Regions from separate parts of the Bombyx mori genome. Here region 1 is linked to region 2. Evidence: chromatin contacts called from public Hi-C data. All regions are on one chromosome and are shown on one strand. Each heading gives the region's core, a stretch centred on a gene start, on an enhancer-like site or on the middle of the called end of the contact. The rest is flanking DNA. Distances are from core to core; before and after follow the strand shown.

Region 1 (6,835 bases), core at 4,302-6,801, 78 kb before region 2:
GGGTTTCAGCAGTTTTCGTTATCACGATTGGTCTTAACCTTCGAGCCTAATTAACCCGGTTTTCTTCATATCCGCTGCGCATCACAGTGCGCTGCTAGTTCTGCTTGGGGCGGCTTATTTTCCGCTTTCCCTGGGGTTCTACTTTAGGGCTTGCCTCGGGATGTTTATGGACTCTCTCCTCAGAGTTTATGACCTCTTCATGTCCGTTTGTAGCGAATGATCTGGTTGTTAATTGGCAATTCCCGACACGCCTCCTACAGGGGTTCGTTGGAGATTTTCTAAGGTCAGAAAATGCTAAATATTTCCCGCAAACCGCGTTTGATCAAAATCAAAATTAGGTACATTACCTTTTTGGTTACCTTCCATATTTCGCGCTTATACAGTAAGACAGATTTTACCGATTTAGGTAGGTATGTATTATATAAATTTCAAATTTATCTATTTTAATGTTTTGTGTATTTACTGAAATTTATATTGTATATATTATCTATTAATTTATTAATTAATGCACCTATTACGTTCATTTCTGCTTCACCCTTTGTTAATTGGTTGAGAATACCTCAGGCACTAAGTCCGCCGATGTTTATTGGCATGGTTATTGATTGGCTTATTGGCGTGCATGTAGTGCTATAAATATGTAATTTGCATATTACAAACGCAGAAAGGATTTAGCTCATAAAATTCAACAAACCACTGACCTAGCCAAACCCAATCATGAGCGTTTGTTGTGGATTCCCTTGTGGGCTTGTCCCTGGCCAGTCCGAGCGTAGTTCCCACTAGTCCTGCGACCTGCAACCGCCCCCCTTCAGCTAGTGCCGGTATCTTGCGGCACATACCCGTGCCTCCTTCTGGTCCGGCCGGCTTCAGACGAGAAGCGTACACCACACATGATACGACGAATACCTTGAATAAAAACATATTCACACGTTATAATTTCAAATTTATGTCATCGTATAAATGGTTTACTGGTGGTAGGACCTCTTGTGAGTCCGCACGGGTAGTTTACCACCACCCTACCTATTTCTGCCGTGAAGCAGTAATGCGTTTCGGTTTGAAGGGTGGGGCAGCCGTTGTAATTATATTGAGACCTTAGAACTCACATCGCAAGGTGGATGGCGGCATTTACGTTGTAAATGTCTATGGGCTCCAGTAACCGCTTAAAAAAAACACCAGGTGAGCTGTGAGCTCGCCCACACATCTATGCAATAAATAAATAAAAAAAGTTTTTCGAAACTTATTACTTTTATTTAGTATTTTATATTTTCATAATATTTGGAACGTTTCGTGTTTATTATACTTACTACTATCGCGAAGCAGAAAGCACCAAGGAGAACGTACATTCCTGAAAAGGAAAGGTTTTATTTATGGTATTAATGTATATAGATGATGTTAACTGTATAATTTTTATCTTTTAATGAGGATTCGCTGACGCTCTGAAATAATATTTAACAATATAAGTTAAGGTAATAGCAGTAAGTTATTATGTTCGGGATTACCAATTCTGCCGTATCTTTCGTAAACAATTCCAATACAAATACACATGGTATATTAACTTCTATCGGTCTTTTTGTCACCGAAATTTTGATTTTCAACCAATATTCCTCTTATATTCATTTATATATCGCCGTGCATCGCCACTTTTGTTTTATTAATTTGTAAATAATCTTTTGATTACTAAAACTTGAAATTGATCCCTTGATAAATGCACCATTACACACATTATTTGATTTTACATTCAAAATAATTATCATAAACATTACACAGTGTGTTACAGGTAAGTAGGTAAGTAAACAACATTTAAACCTATCTTATTCCTTGTGTACCGTCAAATTTTTAAATCCTTAAAAGTGTACCGCGACTAGAAAAAAAGATTGACAATCACTGATCTAGAGTCTAGATCAGTGATTCTCAACCTGTATTGACATTTTAAAATATATTACCTATTTCAACCGGCGTCATGACGGTTGATTGATGTTGTCGGGGGTGCTGCGCGGGGTTGCTTCGGAAGATCGAATTGTAATGTTGCGCCTGCACTGTCGGTTCATGGTTGTTTTCGTCTTTGAACGGCGATATACCTGGAATTGCGTAAACATAGTTTAAGAACTCTCACAATTTTGTATTTATTTTGTTATGGCTCAGATAGGTGGACGCGCTCACAGTTCATCCGGTATTAAGTAGTTACTTTAGTCCATAGACATCAACAACGTAAATACCAACCACTTTAAGACATGAGTTTTAAATCTCAGTTTTATAGTACAACGGTTGCCCCACCCTTCAAACCGAAACGCACCACTTCACGACAGAAATAGACAGTTTGGTGGTAAGTACTCGTGCGGGGGTGAACTACCCCCAACATGCGGGCTCACAAGACCCCTTTTTTCGGGCAGGTAATCGAACCTCATGAGTAGACCGCGATCACAAGGATGTTTTTAGGGCCCTACTCAATCAAACTCCCCTTGCATTCTCATACCCTAATCCGATCTCTTCCTCACAGGGCTGACAAGACACCCTACCCAACCAGTAAACATTCAGTATTTTGCCTAACATTTTAATAAACTAAATCTTTCAATTGTAAGTCAAGTAATGCGTTAACTAACGTGACAAACAAATTTTTGCACGTTTTTTTTTTTTTGTTGCTTAGATGGGTGGACGAGCTCACAGCCCACCTGATTTTAAACGGTTACTGGAGCCCATAGACATCTATAACGTAAATGTGCCACCCACCTTGAGATATAATTTCTAAGGTCTCAGTATAGTTACAACGGCTACCCCGCCTTTCAAACTGAAACGCATTTACTGCTTCACGGCAGAAACAGGCGGGTGGTGGTACCCGTGCGGACTCACAAGAGATCCTACCACCAGTAATTTCGCAAATTATAATTTTGCGGGTTTGATTTTTATTACACGATGTTATTCCTTCACCGTGGAAGTCAATCGTCCTACTCGCCTGCGGGATTCGAACACCATTGCATCGCTAGATACGAACGCACCGGACGTCTTATCCTTTAGGCCACGACGACTTTTGAATGATTGATTAATTGTTAGTATTAATTAAAAAATTTACCCTTCAACACGTCGCTAAGGTCCGACAATCCACTTCGAAGTCCTCCTCTGGCCATAATATCATCGTTCTGCGGCGTATCCGGTCTCTGTGGTGCATCTCCCCCGCTGAAGTCGACATCTACGCTCGCAGCCGCCGTGGCCAATGCCCCAGGAATGTTTTTAATGTTAGCCGGAGTCTTTGCGTCACCTTTCCCGGGAAGCGCAACGCGTCGTATTGGCCCGGAACGACATTGTTCAGGCGTTAACAAAGTCACACGAAGAAGTTCACCGCTGCCTGAAAGTTTTTTTTTTATAAACTACTAACATGGTGTACTCAATAAAATAAAACTATTAATGGCGTAGATAGTCCATTTGCTGTTAGACAGGGCCAATAGTTACTTAAATACTTGTTCGGTTTCTGAACGTAAAAATGTCAGTGGGCGACGTCCGCCATGACACCAAACTCTCTTTCAAATCCAGCCGCCAAAAGCTACGCATCAATTTTATAGTTTTCTTATATTATTTCGTTATTTTGTAAATAAATATTTCATACAAAAATACAGTTCAAGCTTAGTTACCATAACACAACAATATGTACTACAATCTAATTACATTTAAGTAATGTTTAACATTAATAAGGCGTAACTCTTTGCGATACAGACAATTCAGTCATTACATACAGTCACAAAACTAAAGTAATTGGACAAATTACCTTCACCAACAGCAATCACACGTGGGTGCTTGGAAGCCAACATTGGCGCAAAAGCCACAACTTCGGGATCGAGGCTCTCGACTAGTAAAAAGTAGTCAGATACGGCCACATCGCGAAGCGGAGTGTGACTTCCGTCCGAATACTCGATATCAATGTCCAATAGACCTTCCTAAAAAATTTAAATGCAGAATAGAGTATACAATACACTACGAAAAGATAAACAATTATTTCAAATGTGTATTTTAATTGGTACTATAACTTAAGAAACGCTGTCTGGGTAATAATAAAATTTGAATCCTCAAATTTTAAATTTGAATCCTCAAAGGGGATGGCCTATTTTAGGCCCAAAGCGGACAATAGATTATAGAAAAAATACTTAGTGCATTAATTTTGTCATAAATAAATATGCATTTACATTCTTGCAAATAAGCGCCACTATAGTTTACAATAAGTAGTTTAAAAAAAGTAACTCTATTGAAAAAACAAGGATTTTTATTTTTGCGGGAAAAATATAGCCAGCTTCAAATCCTTTTACGTATGAAGTAAATATTTTGAGTATATAAATAAAACATATAAATAAATCATTATAAGTATTATCATTAATCAAACGATTTTAATGGATTTTATGCACATAAAATAACATCGAAGACATACCCATTGGACTTTAACTTGTAACTATACTTGAGACCTTAGAACTTATATCTCAAGGTGGGTGGCGCATTTACGTTGTAGATGTATGTGGGCTCGAGTAACCACTTAGCAACACCAGGGTGGCTGTGAGAGCTCGCCCACCCATCTAAGCAATAAAAAAAACTTTACTAGTATTGTTATTTAAATATGTACACCTAAAACAAAAACATAAAAAATAATGTGTACTCGTAAAAAAAAGATTAAGATATAAATCAATTATCGGTTATTTAAAAAAATAATCGATATATGAATTTCATGTAATTATTTTTCTTTATACTGACAACACTGAATTTAATCTGACTGACTGATACTTCGCTTGCTGCTTGTGGTGTTGTGCTTGCGTACAAAATGGATGTGTTTTGATTTTTCTTCGATTTATTTTACTTTTATCAATAACGTTTCATACTAGGACTAAAAAACATTGTGTGAATTGTGGTTTTACCCTGACCGAGATTCAAAACCGTGTATATGCTCTCCTTTGCTATTTTTAGATGATACTAATTGTGTATGAAGATGAAGAAAATATAGATATTTAAAGAATTAAGTGTGTTTTTATACCCTATTGTATAAAAATACATTAGGAACATCTTAAACATTAAGAAAAGAAAAGTTCTTGAAGTATCTCACAATCCGACACTTATTTATATAGAAAATTAACCTCAAAACGAGTTTTTATTTTTATTATATTTTTTATAATAGTGGCGTCAATTTCAATATATTTTTTAGATATCTAATACATTTAAGAATTTGAATCAGTACATTTTTATAGTAATATTTGATGTCCATCTTGGGCCTAGCACACTATGGAGAGTGGGCAATCCCCTTTTAAAGGATATCGAAGCGCGCGTTGTTTTATTTATTTGAAAATATTATCGCGCTCTTACATTTTTTTTTAAATCGCTCTTTTGTTTTTTCTTCAAGAAAAACATTTCCACACCTCAAGTAAATTTTTTTACAGACCTGATATTGTGCTGTTAATCGTCTCGTGACTGTCGTTTCGGAAACATATCCATTTTCTATAGCCGAGTCCGGAGAGATGTTAAGTTGAAGGCCAGATATCACACGAACAAGTAACCTTGAGATCGATACTTTGTCGTTACCAACACGGACTTCACGGACGCCGATAACACGACCTATTAACACGGGCAGACATAAACTAGTCATTATGTTTAACAGAGTGTATTAAAATGACTAGACGCGTTCTCGACGGCTTCAGGATAAATTTGTAATTTATATTATGAATTAAAACTAAAATTTGTAATTTAAAACGTTTGTAATGTTTTCTAAGATAAAGAGAAGCCTATTCCGCTCTTCAGCCCATAAACTATCTGTGTAAGAATAATTACAATATCGATTTCCACTGTTGCGTGAAATAATGATAAACCAACAAGCTAGCTTTTTTGTGATTATTGAAGAAAATATTACCTAAACATTAATATTTAAAATTGAAACTACTTTTACGGGTTATTCTCGCAAATTTATTGACATTATATTATATTACATTTTTGACGTTTCAAAAACTGACAGTTTTCCATGTCAGTCATTTGTCCGCGAGATTAAGCCGTTTAGATAGTTTTAATTGCATCTACGAGACGCGGAAACAAAAAAATACTATATTAAGATTTGCTACATAATATTTTTCCTTATTTAAACTTTAATATTTATTCTATCACAAAACCTTTGATGTCGCAAAGGAATGTAACTAGGCTTAGGAAAAATGTTTTTTTTATTGCCATCGAAAACATTTGAGTACAACAATGTTACAAAGCAAATCCGCACCAAGGTCTAAGAACTCTTTTTGAGACTCATTAGAGAAGTAACACGGGCATTTGGTGAAACAGCTACTCACCAGTTATAGGGGATAAGACTTGAACCTCTGTTCTGCCGGTACTCCGGCCCTGAAGAAGTTTCCCTCTTAATGTTGCGATGCGCAAGTCGGCGACACGCATCAACGACATCACGAGCTCGGTAACTTTAAGCCAAGTTCGACGAGACACGAAATACGACACCCTTCCAGAGTCGTGATCTTTTGCAAGAAAACGAGCGTACACCTGTAAATTAATCGTTTTTGTATCGGAACTTTCGCTTATTTTGGGTTTATTGAGATAAATTTCTCACTCGTTAAGTGAAATAAAATAAATAAATGCTTCAAGACATACGTAATAACATCCGTTTGTTTGAATTTAAACTGTAGAAACATAATATTTTAGTATTTAGTACAAGTATTTTAGATTTAGATATTACGATTAGAATTAAATGTCAGAACTAAGACTATATAGCGGATAGTGAATAGAGAAATTTATATTTATTATGGGCAGAAAAATTACTAAGCATTGTGGCTGAAATAAAACGAATTACTAGAGGGTGCACGAATTTCGATTGTATAGTAGT
Region 2 (7,261 bases), core at 2,350-4,849:
ATGTGTATGGACTGGACCATTTTACACCAGTTAGACCGTGAGCTCGTTTACCCAATTAATAAACCTCTCTAAATACTGGCATCAATTAATTGGTAATTCAATTATACATTTAAATTTAAATTGTTCTCTTCTGTGGAATATCAAGGAAAAAATTTCAAGTACAAAATTACTCAGTTAATTGACGATAGCAATAGGCTCAAATTTGAAGTGACAGTTAAGAAGTGCATTTAAATGTCAATGTATTTATTAAAACGTTTAAAAAAAAAAGATAAAAACCCAAGATCGAAAACAGGGCCGCAATCAGAAAAGCCATAAATAAAACTCACACAAAAGTCGAATTGCAGTGTGAAGATGCGCCTACGCACACCGCTGTACATCGGGTGTAAACACACACATAACAGAGATGAAAGCCGGCGCCCGACCACTTATCGACTCCTTGCACCCGTTTTGATTATGCCTTCTCTGTCAACACCCTAAAATAGACATAAACCAAGTTTTCTTGGAACCATAATACGATCTATGTTACGCAATCGAAATGACTGTTTAAAATGCTAAGATTTTTGTTGTGTGAATATTGTATAAGCATGTAGCATAATGATTTTGTAATTTATGAACATTATTGTCATTGTTTCTATCTTTTTGCGTGATCAAAGCATGGTACGAACGCATGTCATGAGGTCCAGTTAATCTATACAAATAACTATTTGTGCAAAAAGGGTGCGCGAGAGTAATTTTTTAAAGAATTTAACAGAAATATAGCTATGATTATATTAATATTATGATTATAGTGAAAAGGGTGGATTCTTCGAATAAATTTAAACAATAAGATCAATAGTGGTATTATACGCGTTTCGGTTTGAAGGGTGGGGCAGCCGTTGTAACTATACTGAGACCTTAGAACTTATATCTCAAGGCGGGTGGCGCATTTACGTTGTGGATGTCTATGGGCTCCAGTAACCACTTAACACCAGGTGGGCCGTGAACTCGTCCACCCATCAAAGCAATAAAAAATAAATAAAGAAAACTCATATTTTCTGTGAGTTCCCTCGCATTAATTCTGATCCTTGTCAAAAATATTGATTTACAAACATCAATATGATGGATACATGTTGTACCAGGGCAAGAAAGAGAAAAGTACTAAAACATTATCCTTATAGTGTGTTTAAGCTTCTTCGGTTTATGTAACTGAAACGTTTTTTGGAACAATAATAGAGAATTTCAAGATGCTATCCAGACAACAAGGTAACGTGGCATACTTAAAATAAAGGAGAAAAAACACAAGCCAGGTGCAAGCCACATCCGCTAAACTGGAGCAAAAAATATTTATCGAACGCGAAACAATTTTATGTAGAACTCTAAAACGTTAAAACAGATGCGTTCTTCTAGTATTTACTGAACTCCTTTATAGTTTTTAAAATGTATATTATTTTACTTATTATTATTTTATTTATTAAAGCACAGCGAATTCTACAGAAAATTTTAGGTCGTTTTTCTTTGAACAAACCTGTTTTGTTCCATTCAATAAACACCTTTTTTTGAGATTGATGTGGGTATTGAGACCTAAACTTTTGGTAACTCCTCCGAGGGCAAAACTTTGTGATTTATAAAGGCGTGTTTGGGACAGGGCTATCTGCGACAGATAGCTTCAAAGCAAAAGTTCCTGATGACTTTTTGCGTTGAAACGTGAATACGCCAGAAAATTAATAAAACGTATTTTCAAAGTATAAACGCTGGGTTTTTTTTCTTTCTCAAACTTTTAGAAAATTTTAATAAAGCATTGGAATATAGGTGGATATTATATTTAAAATATATGTATGGATATCAAATGAGTGAAACTTGAGAGATAAAATAAATGGATTCTTGAAAATCATTGAAAAGAAAACCAACGAATTTCTATATGGGTTTTACATGTGCAAAGATTTTTCATTATAAGAGTAATCTCGTCCCAGCCACGGGTCGGGTCCATTCCGGTCGTCTACCTGTATTGAACACCTGTCGGCCCGCTGCTATAAATAAAGACCCCAAGTTCCTTATTCTAATCGTAAGCCCTGCCATTTTTCGGAGATATCAAAAAGGATTTGAATGAATAGGAATGCTTTAAATTTATTCAATGTTTGCGAAGCAGCTGTCATTCATACTCCTAAATTTGAAGTACTTAGGTAAGTTCTCCTCGTTATTCCTGGACTTTAAATGTTTGTAGGCAGCGGCTTGGCTCTGCCCCTGGCATTGCTGAAGTCCATGGGCGATGGTAACCACTCACCATCAGGTGGGCCGTATGCTCGTCTGCCTACAAGGGCAATAAAAAAAAATTTAGGTATAATTATACTTTCATAGATGCGCTGTGTTTTATTTATACCGTCCAGTTTGTGAGCTGATAGTAATTGATGGCAAACCATAATGATATAAATTCTAGGTTCCACTCTATTAAAAACTTATATTAAATACATGATTTTGAAAAGGTACTTGAACTAACACGTTTTACCGATTTCAAAAAAAGTCGAATAAGTGCAACAATTCTTCGTGTGCTTGTTTGCATTGAATCTCATTCAACGAAATGTGACATTAGCATAGTAGTTTCAGTTAACATAGTACTTTCATTATTACTTTTCAATTATTAGCGAAACACGAAGATTAACGAATGTTCCCGTTTTGCTGCATCACGATTAATTTAATCCGACGGAACCAATACCCTTCGTTCATGCCGACAGATGGATATTGTACAATACACTCTTACAATAACGACGCTATCGAACACCAGATATTTCTTAAATCCTTGAACAAAACGCTGCCCTGCCATACAAATGCATGTGTAACAACACACTATACAACATTACTTGGTTATTATCATGTTTTCGAATCAAATAGAAGAAATATAACAATAAAGTTAACAAATAATTAATTTTGCGAATTAAGTAGTTTATCTTATTTGATCCCGTTTATTCGGTTTTTTTTAAATAACTTTGGCAGCAAATTTTATACTTATTGTCATATTTGTGCCAAAAAATCATGCTCAATTTATTTTATACAATTTTAAAGTAATCTAATGAGGGTCTCGGAAGTTTCAATTTATATAATAAGCATATCAGTAACTAAATTAATGAATTATACTAGTTCTAAATACAATATTTACAGATACATATTACAGTTACAAATCTATTTACCTGTAAGTAGGAACAGGAGCAATAAACGCCGCATGTTTGAAGTCTTGCAGGACCGGTATTTATGTGCTTCGGTACATCTAGTCTATGACATCGTTAATTGTCTAATTAAAAATGTTTACGCGACTCAGCTGATCTCTTCGTTTATTATGTTCGCTAATCACACACTCACGCACTGCGGGATCCGCACGCTGCAATGTCAACGGCCACGAGCTTACCAGAAAAGTAGACACTAGGCGAAAGCTGTCCCCCTATACAGTCAGCTAAACGACTCGTCAGAATATATTATTTGCAAAATTTATTCATTCATACAAATAAATGTCGCGGACGAAACCTAGACGAAAGTCACCCTCTGCGATGAAAACATCACACATGGCTCGAGTTAGTTCAAAGGGTCTCTGGTACACGCGATCGCAGCGCACGGCGGCTGACTCGCGAGTTGCGTGAGTGGGCCGGTAGCAGCGGGGGACAGGGGACGGGGGGCCACGCCTGCGCACCGCTCCCGCACCGCACCACCTCCAGTATTGACCGACGACGCCTCCTTCCTATATTTCACATCCTTTACTGCCTACTACGAACGGCTCTTTGAAAAAAAATATCTTAATTCCACCTTCTCCATTGAAATAAAATGACCAGGTCTATGATGCAATATAATTAAGCATGTTAAATAATTACGTTCGAGCAAGTCGGGCTTGCAAAGTAACAACGTCTCATAATTAATTTTGTAATAAATCTTACACTTTTATCGTCAGTCTTATTTTTTAATTCAATACTCAACAAAAATTCCAATAGCTACAGGTATGTGATAGCTCAAGTAATTGTCCAGATATACTCATAGCTATAATTGCTCTTGTTGGGCTTCAGCCTACATTTGCGACCGATGACGTCACTTTAAGTTGGGAGCGAAGAGATCCGCAAACCGAATTAACTTGGAACAAGGACATACTGCAGATTGCTATAAAACTTTTGTTATGTGGGTCGGTTACTTACAGCCTGAAAGTGTGACACATATTGCTTAACGCAATATATAAGGTACCGTACACAATGTCTGATTTACACTATACTCGTATATGATTTGCGAAATAATTAATCATTTGACGATGGCGAATACAGGAGAATTTGGAATATGTATTTCCCATTTGTGTTTCATATTTCCTAGTATAATAACCCAGTTTTTTGTGTAATAAAATTCAAAATTCGATTAAAATTACTGACAACTCTCAAACTGGATCTATTATATTTTCTCTTTTGTTTTATTATTGATCAGAAACTGATTGAGCGTTTCCATTATAACCATAATATTTGAGTGGTAATAGCAAATCTCGCAATAGCGACAACTAAATAGAAAATTAATTTACTAACAGATGGAAATATTGAACTGCATTTTGATATTTTTATTTTTTTCCATACCTATTCGCCGGTAACTTATGAGGCTATTCCAGCTCGCCTCGCCTACGCTTGGACGGGTAGGTGAGTTCACAGGCTCAACCTGAGAGAATTTGCTAACACTAATCTTAGTAAGACACGTATTCGTAGAATCTACCACCGAATCGGAATTGCGACCCACTGAAAAAATCCGGCGAGAAAATCAGTTAATTAATTAATAAGTTGATTTACTTTTAAAATTAGGACAATATGTGTAGCTAATACTAAAATACTTAATGATGATATTAAGTTTTGTATGATATACGAAAATTGTATTTTAAGATATTCAAAAGCTTTTGTGCTTACATTGGAAAAGGCATTTAAGGGTAAGACACAAGCTCAAATTAAAACTGGAAAACTGCCCAATATTAACACTGCCTGAATTTTCTTTAAAAAAGATTATGAAGTAAATTACATCAAGAAGCTTCTTTCCAAACTCTATTACGTAACTGATGACTCATGTATTGCCCTTTTGTGTTTTACGTAATACTTTAATGAACATGATACATTGATGAGATTTCAACAACCAACGATATCCAATAATACCCGCCCGGTATCGTCACCGCTCCATAGACCATCCCAAGGCCCAGGCCAACCCAAGTTCGAAGTTTACGGTCCTAAAATCGTTTCGGACTAACATATTATATTTGTAAAAACGCTTTCTCAGTAGGTATACGACACACAATTATATAAGCCTGTATTTATGACTTATTATTATTACCTACATTCAGCTTAACGCCAAACATAAAAATTATTAACTTAACAGAAACCACATAGATAGTAATTACCTACATTAGAATTTGATTAGAAGACTTTTACATAGAATTCTTTGTCTTTATTTGGCAAGAAATTTTTTGTTTTATTATTTTACTACACAACAACATTTCAGAACCTTTGTTTGATTGCAAAAATCTTATTTAAACGTACTTAATTAAAATAGGAATCGTCAGTAGACCATCAAAAATGTCTGAAACATCCGTTTGGCCTGACTATTCAAAAGTTAATAAGTCTTCAAAGAGACCCATGAATGCTACCCGCCGTCAGACGAAGTCGAAATCTTCATAATAGGTATTTTAAAGCGCTCATCCCAACCCATGAACCAGAGCGTATGATGACTTCGCGTAAGAGGATAGTTCCAATGGAATTTATTTAATCAGGAAGAATCCAAAAAGTCAACTTTTTTATTGAATAGACGGATGAACTAGCTCACGGTCGAACTGGTGTTAGTTGTTCAACGGAGCCCATAGACACATTGAGACTTAAGGTCTCTGTGGTATAATTTATAACGGCAGTCGCAACCTTCGTGAACATGTGTTAAATACATATACGTATACATGATCGCATCCACGCACCAATTTTTTTAAACGTATTTCAAAAAATTGCTGCGTGGATGCGAACACTGGCATCGTGCGATTAGAGTATTGCGGGCGTCTTATCCTTTAGGACTTGACGACTTCAAGATCTTAAAGATATATGAGCTATTTATATTAATATTTCCGTTGGTTTTGTAGTTAGTGACTTTAACTTCCACACCTCAATTCCCAGGTTCCATAATATGCCATGGGGCCTATTCAAAATCAGATATCATCTTTGTGAGAAAATCATAGTTTGGAACTGTGAACTCTGTTTTTTATGACACAGATAGATGAACGAGGCCTCGGCCCAGCTAATATTAAACGGATACTGGAACTCGTAAACATTAAAACATGAATATCAAGCCCCCGCATTTTTGTTTTTTTGCTAGCTAATCGCTGGTAGCTTATGGGGCTATTTCAACTACGCGCGATTTAGTTGGTGAGCTCACGGTACAAAACTTGCTAACACCAGCAGTGCTTCGTTGAATCTGTTACCAGATCAGAATCGCGACCCATTGAGAAGGTTCGATGTGACACTGGTGGTGTTTATGGGAAACTAAGAGCACCGAAAGTGTATTGGGTGAATCCGATAAGATGTGTTTAAGATAACGGCTACTTTTCGTTGCCCCGGCGTCGTCTGTGTCGGTTAGTAAGTACATAGCTCGTGGCCCACGATGAGAGAGCTATCGTATCGTAATTCGAACCAGTGACATAACCAGATCGGAGAAAGACCCTTGATAAGCCACGTGTGTAAAAAATACATATAAAGGACATAGCACTCAGGAAATACCAAAGAGAAAGGAATTCATTTCATTGTTGCATGGTTTAGACAAGAATCATCTCTGGAAACACATATTCCCGTAGTACCGAAAAACGGGGTGATTAGGGATTGAGAGGTGAATGGAGAAAAAACCAGGAAAATCTTTCGACGCTCAATATTAGTTTTATTATTATTATTATTATTAATTCTTTATTTCAGTTTTGTTTTTTAAAACCATAACATTTTGTTAGTAGTAATTACTTATATCTATGTTAGTGACTTAAAAAATCTAACACATAACTCTCATTATATATATACATTTTATACCATTACATTTTTTATTTTATTTTTTTCTCCTTCCAAGTGCCTACTGCAAAGGCTATTGATCAGCAGTCCCTCGATCTTGCTCGATATGATTCTCAAAAGACTGTTGCCACTGTCACGAACTCGACGCAATAACGATGCACTTCTCTTCCGCATTATTGCAAAGAAGTCATCGGTGTGAGATGTCGCAAACATTGTGGATGCACTACAAAAGCGCGGCAGTGACAACATCATCCTAA

Evidence for each region. A called contact is a pair of places that touch in the nucleus more often than the background predicts.
Region 1: a contact with region 2 is called in a Hi-C map of midgut, with 1.8 times the contacts expected there. The contact joins the enhancer-like site here to the promoter of LOC101740355 in region 2. A contact is called at or near these places in 4 of 7 Hi-C or Micro-C datasets (midgut, an unstated tissue and whole pupa).

Annotation. Positions count from the first base shown.
Region 1 is chr10:10,317,072-10,323,906 of ASM3026992v2, reverse strand. It overlaps LOC101740355 (transmembrane protein 132E), which reads right to left. Exons shown (of 21, transcript XM_004923156.5): 8 at 6,294-6,495; 9 at 5,405-5,577; 10 at 3,755-3,923; 11 at 3,065-3,337; 12 at 1,941-2,075; 13 at 1,302-1,342; 14 at 699-903. Among protein-coding and RNA genes, the nearest start is that of LOC101740715, 15 kb to the left of the region's middle. Within about 2 kb of position 5,551, at least 3 of the 8 cell types and tissues checked have open chromatin away from gene starts, as enhancers often do.
Region 2 is chr10:10,236,888-10,244,148 of ASM3026992v2, reverse strand. It overlaps LOC101740355 (transmembrane protein 132E), which reads right to left and starts at 3,599. Exons shown (of 21, transcript XM_004923156.5): 1 at 3,162-3,599. The coding sequence starts at 3,195. It overlaps LOC134199585 (a long non-coding RNA gene), which reads right to left. Exons shown (of 2, transcript XR_009974140.1): 2 at 6,881-7,227.